Linked DNA regions of Mus musculus: regions 2 and 3 are each linked to region 1. Evidence: chromatin contacts called from public promoter capture Hi-C data. All regions are on one chromosome and are shown on one strand. Each heading gives the region's core, a stretch centred on a gene start, on an enhancer-like site or on the middle of the called end of the contact. The rest is flanking DNA. Distances are from core to core; before and after follow the strand shown.

What was found. Promoter capture Hi-C pulls out the DNA fragments that hold promoters and counts their contacts.
Region 2: a contact with region 1 is called in a promoter capture Hi-C map of hippocampal neurons, with 2.1 times the contacts expected there. The contact joins the promoter of Sppl2a here to the promoter of Cops2 in region 1. A contact is called at or near these places in 4 of 39 promoter capture datasets (the HPC-7 cell line, cranial neural crest, hippocampal neurons and 1 more) and 2 of 115 datasets of contacts at active chromatin or transcription factors (astrocytes and pancreatic cancer cells).
Region 3: a contact with region 1 is called in a promoter capture Hi-C map of hippocampal neurons, with 4 times the contacts expected there. The contact joins the promoter of Ap4e1 here to the promoter of Cops2 in region 1. A contact is called at or near these places in 1 of 39 promoter capture datasets (hippocampal neurons), 1 of 484 Hi-C or Micro-C datasets (B cells) and 2 of 115 datasets of contacts at active chromatin or transcription factors (astrocytes and large pre-B cells).

The regions. Positions count from the first base shown.
Region 1 is chr2:125,857,673-125,860,563 of GRCm38.p6, reverse strand. Cops2 (COP9 signalosome subunit 2) reads left to right here and starts at 1,482. Exons shown (of 13, transcript NM_009939.3): 1 at 1,482-1,628. The coding sequence starts at 1,575. It also overlaps a transcript of Galk2 not described here.
Region 2 is chr2:126,931,904-126,934,640 of GRCm38.p6, reverse strand. It overlaps Sppl2a (signal peptide peptidase like 2A), which reads left to right and starts at 1,406. Exons shown (of 15, transcript NM_023220.2): 1 at 1,406-1,694. The coding sequence starts at 1,629.
Region 3 is chr2:127,006,851-127,009,981 of GRCm38.p6, reverse strand. It overlaps Ap4e1 (adaptor-related protein complex AP-4, epsilon 1), which reads right to left and starts at 1,271. Exons shown (of 21, transcript NM_175550.3): 1 at 1,082-1,271. The coding sequence starts at 1,228.

The DNA of each region.
Region 1 (2,891 bases), core at 233-2,732:
GTTGACCCAGGGAATACAGAACATTAAAGCTGAGAGTTGGTATACTTGTGTCCATGATGCTATCCTTTATTATGTATTTAAGTTTAAAATTTCTTGTGATAAAGTGTTGATAGAAAAGGCTATTAGTAAAACTGTGTGGTTATAAGAAAGGTGATATTATTGCTAGAAAACTGTGACCAAAATGATGTTTCCTTGAATGGTTACTTCTTTAAGCCATCTGAAATTCCTTCTTCTAATATTTTCCTAAGTAACAATTAGGTGTTAGGCTAGAGGGATAGCCCAGCAATAGAACATTTACCTAACACACACAAGGCTAAGTTCTTCCCCCAGCTCAAAACATAAAAAAAGAAAAAAAAATCAATGTTAATGATATACAATGCAAAATCGTTTGAAGACTTATTTTTTAACATTCTGAATGTACAGCTATAAATTGTGTTCACAGTGTTTTCAATATAAAAATAATACAATCGTTGACCTTAACGTCTTCTGACAAGATTTTTAGAACCAAGCAATTTCTGGCTTAGAAACAAAACCAAAAGTATCCTGTTCTCCAGTGGATTCAGAGAAAAGCTGGTAATGACATCAGGTACAACTTCAGAAGTCACTGGAGCACAGCCAAGCGGGGTCTGTAAGGATTCAACCCGAAGGTGTGAATGTTAATGCTGAACTGTGCTCAACATCAGCTGTGCATGATGAAGATAAAATCAGGTAATTTTGTTTGATTTGGTTTTGTTTTTTTGTTTTTACCTTTGGTAATTTGGGCATGTTTAATTCATCTGTATAGATAACAATTGGGCCTAAATTCTAACCTATATCTACTTTATAACTTTATAGCATTTGTGTACAGAATTTGGAAGGTTTCTCCAAAAAGGGGGATTGCCTTATTTCCACATTTTTCTTCACTCTGAACTCTAATGGTTTTCTGCGACAATGCATTTTTAAAAAATCTGTCACCAACTGTTACTTTCATTTCATCCTAAAAGCAGTTAATGCACGTTTGTGATTCATTAAATAATTGAACAATTGATTAGTGCATATCCAAACCGGGATATCCACAGAACTGTTTTTGTTAACTACAAACATAACTTTACTAGACAATTGTGTTGCTGTAAATACACCACTGTAAAAACACCACTACAGGGTGTTGAAAGAAAACACATAGATAACAATGGTAGAGGCACGCTACCTTTCAGATAGGTCGGGCATGTTTCATTAGAAACAGACGGTTCCAGAGTCCCAGGCAAGGAAGGAGACAGTTCCCTCACCTAGGACGCTGGATACAGCTAGAAGGTTTTCGAAGCCCCTCAGATAGGACCCGCAACGCCCGATTTCGTAGTTGCTACGCTTAGTTGCTAAGACACAAACTGTCGCTCAGGAAGAGCCGGCTGTGCCCTCCCTTTGGGAGCCGTAGTAAATCATCTCAGGGTCGAGCGCTTTAGTTCCGGAATGAGCTTTATCTTCTCCTGGAGAGACCGGAAGACGAGGAGACTCGGGAGTGACGCTTCTGGGCCGCGGAGCACTGTGGGAGGAGGCTGTCTCTAATTTCTCCTCTCCCCCTCCCCCCTCCGGCCAAGATGTCTGACATGGAGGATGATTTCATGTGCGATGATGAGGAGGACTACGACCTGGTGAGGCGCAGGGAGCGGGCGGGGGCTGGAAGTGGGATGTGGCGGTGGTGCCAAGGCCGAGAGGCTGCAGCTCCCTCCCGGGGCTCGTCGGCCCGGTTCCGCCCTGCCCAGGGACAGGTTTCCCTCCTCGCCTGGCGTCGCGGGCCTGTGGGGCCTGGGAAGAGAGGGAGAGAGGCGGCGGGGCCGCCCTGGACGCTGGGCCCAGGGATAGCGCGGGTGACTGGCCGCGGCCGGTTCTCGGCGCCTCTCTGCCCGCCACCGAGCCTCCACGGCCCGGCGCTTAGGTCTGGGCCCTAGGGGGCCCATCTCTTCTCCACTCTGGACCTGAGCCGGTGCCAGATGCTGGAAGAGTGAAAACTGGAAGAGGGGGGTGGTCCATCCTGCTCCCAGACCTGACTGCGAAACTCGGGAGTCTCCCCCAAAACAGCCTAAGAGTCTCGCCCAGGGTCAGTTTGGGTCCCAGGTTAAGGCTCAGAGCAAGAGTAGGAGGAGTAGTTAAACGACTCGTCCCGTCCTCTAAAACATGACAAGCTCCGAAGAAAGATTTGCTTTTTGTTTGGTTGGACTGGGGAAAGGTAGGGGTTAAGGGAATTGGAACCAATGATCTTTTTCCTTGATTTAAGAAATTTCCCAGCATCCGTGTTTGAATCATCAATGGCATAAAAGTAAACAAACTTGCCTAGTTTGATTGGTGATTTCTTTTCCATTTAAGGTTTAATTGTGAATGGATTTACAGGTTTTAAACTGTACCCCATGATTTATGTTGATAGTCCAAAACGCATGCCTGTGTAAGAACTAAGAAAATTATCTTGATCCCAAAATTAGTGTCAGTTTTGTTTCTTAATTGGGAAGCAATTGTTCGGTTTTTAGAAAAATCCGATGATAGTGCAAGCTGTGGTGTACATGCTTGGAGAAGTCTGGGTCGTCTTTTTTCTTTTCTTTTCTTTTCTTTTTTTAATTTTGAGGTTTATTTATTTTATGTATATGAGTACACTGTCTTCAGGCACACCAGAAGAGGGCACCAGATCCCATTACAGATGATTGTGAGCCACATGTGGTTGCTGGGAATTGAACTCAGGACCTCTGGAAGAGCAGTCAGTGCTCTCAACCTCTGAGCCATCTCTCCAGGCCCTCTTTTCTTTTAAGTGTCACATTCTCAAAGCATTAATATTTTTATTTTGAGGTAATGGTGTAACATCTTTGTATAGATGAATCTGTAAATCATTTGCAATTTTTAAAAAAGGTTTTCATTTTACAGAAAGA
Region 2 (2,737 bases), core at 157-2,656, 1.1 Mb before region 1:
AAATAATGAAAGGTTTTTAAGCTTGGCTGTATATTAAATCTGGAAATGTTTTTAAAATCCAGATATATTGCTCTCATCAGATGAGCAAGTATCTAGGATCCCAGTGGAAAGGGGAGATTAGCTTAAACATCAGTGTCCTAGAAGGATTCTAAAAGTGGCTGAGAGTAAATGCAACAATGCTTGACAGGCAGTTTCTGTCTAGGGGGTTCTTACAGCTGGTAGGGTTACAAATAGATTGAAACTGGACCAGAGGGGGAAGCCAGGGGACAGACAACTACAGAAAAAACCCACGCAGAACTGTGGGAGAGCTTCCTTCAGGAATTCCCCCAGGAAGATGCCAATGAGGAAGTCTCAAGTTCCAAGCTGTGCAACTATTTCACCCTCTGCCTCTTCTCACTCTCCCCCTCTCCTAACTTCAGCCAAGGTCCAGTTCTGTAGTTCTGTAGTTCTGTAGTTGCCTCCCTTGGCTTTCAGACTAATGCTTCCTTCCTCTTTGCCTAGCTGAAATTAACTTGCACAGAAGGTAATAGTCAGTTATACTCAGCTAGGGCTGGTGTTTTTTTTTTTTTTTTTTTTTTTTTTTTCTCTTCCTGGTGCCCTATTTTTACCTCCCTTGGATCCTTGTGGAGTTCCTTGTGAAAGGTTGCTTTGTAACAGTGTTTGCTCACACATCTGTAGTCCTTGCTGTGTCCCTCCTTTAGGATAACAGGAACACTGTCCTATTCAGTGTTTGGTATTAAATAGTCATCCAACAAATATTTGACAACCTAGTATACACTGGATATTCTGTGTGTAAGGACACAGCAGTCAACAGAGCAAAGAGGGATCCTTCCATTAACTGGATAGCAGCATGGGAGATACATAGATGAGTATAAGAAAATGGGGGGAGGGACCCCCAAAACCTCAGGCATGGTGACTTATGCCTATGATACAGGAAGATCTCTGAGTTCTAGGCCATCATCTTCAAAGTGAGTTCAGTACTAGTCGAGGATGTTTCCAAAGAAAGCAAGAACAACAACAGCAATAAATAAATAAATAAATAAATAACAAAAAGAAAAAAAAAGCTATGAAGGTTACAAATAAATCATAGCATGAAAGTGAATTAAGGGGTACTTAAGATGAAGTGTACTAGGAAACCCTCTTTAGGGAGGAAGTGTTAAGTAAGTGATAAGGGAACACCAAGAGTGTATTCCCCAGAGACTGCCCGCCTGGAGGGTCTGTGGATCTTAACGGGTGGGAAAGTAGAGAAACCAAGGACAGAGAAAACAGGGTGAGGTGACGTAAACTTAGCAGCAGAGGAAGAGTTTTGATTTGTGCTGCCAAGTGTGGAGAGGAGCCTCGTCTGGGTTCCGTATTTACGAAGATCGCCCCGAGGCTACGTGGCAGAGGCCAGAAAGGAAACTGAAACCCGAAGCTCCAGTGGCTTGGAATGGGCGGCGGCCGCAGTTAGGGGGAACCGAACGAGAACCCAGGATTTACGCAGCTAAAACGGCTCTGCCAGGAGCTGACAGTACCCACAGAGTCCCGGCCTAGCGTTTCGCGGGAGGGACCGGAAGAGGAAGTCGGGGCTGCACCCTAGAGGTCCGGGTGCCGCCAGCGCAGCCTGAGCCTAGCTGCCCGCCCGTGGGATGGGGCTGCTGCACTCGCTGCACGCTCCCGCGGCTGCCCTGCTCTGGAGCTGCCTGCTCGGACTGGTGAGAGCCGCACTCCCCTCCCCTCCCCTCCGCTTTTCCCTCCCCTTCCTCCCGCTTCCTCCCCCTCCCCCTCCATCCCTTCCTTTCCCTCTAACCTCCTCCGGATTTCCCTCATCCCTCCTCCTTCCCTACCTCCCCCTTCCTCTCCTTCTACCCTGGCTTCCCATTCTCCCACTGCCCGGGCCCGGTTAACTGCCTTCGTCCTTGAGTCCCAGCATTCCTCACCCGCCCCCAGCCCCCGAAATCCAGCGAAATGCCCAACCCCTGGGAGAAACCCGCGGGCGGGGGTAGGAGTGGGTGGGGAGCTTCCTCCTCCTTGGTCCTGGAGCCCTCTCTATAATTTTTCACTGTGCTGGCATCTTTTCTTCTTAATTCAAAGAATTCACTTCTGTGCTTCTCTGTGTAGCCCAATCTTACTGCTGCCTTTTGCCTAGAAAAAGGCGGATGGAGGGGCCGGTGTGAACAGGGTTCCAGGTGTTAGCGTTCTGGCCTGCTCTTTTGTTGACTGCGCTCACATACATTTCTCTCTATAGCCATATGAATATCTATATACTTTCCTTTCACTCCCAGATAGTGCCTTCTATGTAAGGTACATGTGATTATACTATGGGATTTGTATTATGCTTTTGTTTTCATATAGGTATACTTTAAAATACCTTTAAAGGGGAAATGAGAGGTTTGAATAGTTTGACGTCTAAAAGGGTCAAAGTCTGGTTGAGAAAAAAATAACAAATATGCGCTCACATACCCATATTTGCTGAAATAATGTTTTAAAATTCGGGATCAAAGTAATTTGAGCTCCAATGTGTGACCAAGAAGCTAACTCTCAGTGTTTTAGATTTTGTTTCTGTTCACTTTCTTTTCTGACATTTGATGTTGGGAAATTTGTATCGGTATTGTTTGCACACTGTTGTGTAAACTGTGTATGTAGTTATTACTTAAAAACCATCACTTCTCTGAAAGACTGCTTTGTCACTCTGGGCTTGAAAAGGTCATGGAGAAGGTTTAAGCCCCAAACAGTTTTTTTTTTTTTTTTTTTTTTA
Region 3 (3,131 bases), core at 22-2,521, 1.1 Mb before region 1:
CAAAGCTGTTCTCGGAAGCCTATACATGTGCCGTGGGTCCGTGCATCCTCACATACCAGCACATACACATTCTCTCAGTACATACATGTACACACAAAATACTTACTTGCCCTCTCATACAAATTAGCAACAGAAAAGCACGAAGAGATGTTAAGTACACGAATAATGATTAAGGGATGTTCAGCAAGCCCTGCCACACACCAGCTTCCAGTGAGAACACAAGCCCGTTTTAAACCTTTAAAGGCATCTTGTTTCTCTTCTCCATGCTGCAGGCATTTACACTGCACTGTAGTTACTTATTTATGTTAAGTCTAAAATGGACAGAAAATAGACAGAAAAGTGTTTTGCTATTTTCATTACTTAACATATAGTTGTGCTTGATAAATACTTGCTGAAGAAAGTATGACACAATATTATGTTTTTAAGACAAACACTCCTTGAGGCTTTGAGTCAGTACCATACAAAGTACGTGGGAACTTAATAACTTCTATAGTAACTACTAGTTTTCAAAGCGCGTCTTTGCCCAACCCGTTGGTCTAGACTAAACCTCAAGCTCTGCAAAGATTAACAGCCCTGTCAGGGGTGGGAATGAGGGTTGTCTGTCCGAGTACGTGATGCTTCCAAATAGAAAAATTAAAACTCAAGAGGGAGCCGGGCAGTGGTGGCACAAGCCTTTAATCCCAGCACTTGGAAGGCAGAGGCAGGCGGATTTCTGAGTTCGAGGCCAGCCTGGTCTACAGAGTGAGTTCCAGGACAGCCCGGGCTACACAGAGAAATCCTGTCTCGAAAAATCAAAACAAAACAAAAATCTCAACAGGGAGGAGAAACTTGGTAGGAGCCTATAGCTCAGGCTTTAGGTCATACTGGCTTTTTTCACTCGATTGACAGCTCATGTAATCCTCAAAGCACCCCATGAGAAAACACACGGAGGGTCTTCGGGCCTCCAAATCAGAAAGCCGGCCTCCTGAGGTCGGTCGGTACAGGCAACTTGAGGCGGACGCCCGGCTGCGTCCATCCAGCGGACCGATGTCTCCGGCCCCGCCGCCCCACCCCATCCCGCCCAGCCAACCCCGCCGCATACGTGCTTGGATGAGAGTGCAGTGACGCCACGGATGAGGCCGCCCAGCCTGGAGAAGAAGGGTGCTCTGGAGGCCGCAGGTCCTCCCAGCTGGTTCTGCAGGAAGAGCCCCGGCAGTGCGGTCAGCGTCCTCTCCACCATGTCGCTCATCGCTGCCTCCCTACGAGGCTACTTCGCGCTGACTCTCCCGGCCTCCGTAGTCACTTCCGGCGTTTTGAATAAGAAATCTTTATTCGCGCCGGAGCAGGACGAGCAGGATGAAGTTCCGGGAAACACCGCCTGGGGGCGCACGAGTCTAGGAGGAGAGAGGAGTTCTCTGGAGACATGAAGTTCATGATCATTCTATTAGCGGTGAAATGTGTGTGCATGATCTTGTATTTTCTCGAACTTCCCAAGGTTAATGAATTCGTGCCATTCCCCTGTCCCAGCCTCCAAGTGCTGGGATTACAAACCTGACCTACCATCTTTATAGTGTTCTTAACACCTGTAGGAGCTCTTATCTCTGAAACTTTGTCTGTGATAAGTGAAATTTTTTTCTTAAATCTTGAAGTTGTTCTTGTACCTACACCTCAACAAAAGAAAAAGTTTGCCTGACAGAATAGTTATGCAAAGATAAAGTTTAGGGCTGGTGAGATGGCTCAGTGGGTAAGAGCACTGTCTGCTCTTCCAAAGGTCCTGAGTTCAAATTCCAGCAACCACACGGTGGCTCACAACCATCCATAATGAGATCTGACGCCCTCTTCTGTTGCGTGTCTGAAGACAGCAACAGGGTACTTATTTATAATAATAAATAAATCTTTTTTTAAAAAAGTTTAATTTATTGAAAAATCTCAATATTTAAATTATTTAAAACAGATTTTCTTTAGAATTTAATATTTTATGCCTACGTAAAGTTTTGTTTACTGTGTGTGTGTGTATGTGTGTGTGTGTTTTTTTAACTTTAGGCCCTTTCACTAGTTTAAATTAGAAAACTTACTTTCCAGCCATGTAGTGGTTGTTGCCTGAAATCCCAGCCCTTGAGACTGGAAGGAGGAGCAAGAAAATTCAAGGGCATCACCGGCTCCATATCAAGTTCAAAACAAACCTGAGTTATATGAAACCCTGTCTTAACTTTCCCCATCCCCCAATTTTTTTCTTCCACCTAAAAAATATGCTGGGGAAAGCTGATACATTTCTGACTCGGGTGAAAGGAACGCGGCTACACTGCCAAAAAGTAAAGTGAAACTTTCCTTCCCCTGGCCTGGGTGATGTTCACTATCCCCCTTAGTCCGTCTTATCCAATAGAGCTTTTTCAAATTGTGCTGTGGTGCCAGTAAAACAGGGTCATTGTTTGGACCAAAGTTTAAAGGAAGAAAAATTACACATTTGAAACAGAGACATGGTAGGCTATATAAAAAGCAAAACTCTGTTGTTCCTGCTTTTCAAGCAGCACTAAAACTTCTTTTTTTTATTTATTTTTTTTTCTATTTTTTATTAGGTATTTAGCTCATTTACATTTCCAATGCTATACCAAAAGTCCCCCATATCCACCCACCCCCGCACTAAAACTTCTTACACAGCTTTCATTAGCATACTGAATTGGCTAGAAAATTATGCAACAGCTTAAAAGGCTCAAAAATGCCAAACCTGTAGGTCGTGGCCATAGAACAGCTTTAGAAACCACAAGGAGGTGGTCAGTGACCTGAGAGGGAGCCAATAGGCAAGGTGATTCCTTGGTACTGCGGAAGCGGGGTCTAGACAGCTTAAAAGAATTCAATTTAGAGCTGTATGAGGTGGCATACACTTTAATCCCAGCACTCAAAAGGCAGAAGCAGGTGGATCTCTGAGTTCTAAGCCAGCCAGGGCTATACAGAGAAACGCTGTCTCCAAACGTCAAAAGCCAAAAATAAATAAATAAATAATTCGGCCTAGGACTTCAGCCAGGCATAGTGGCACAAACAGGCCTTTAATCACAGTGCTGGGAGGCAGAAGCAGGTGGATCTCTGTGAGTTCGAGGGCATCTAGGTCTACATAGTCAGTTAAGAGCCGCCCAAGGCTGTCTGGAGATTTTGTC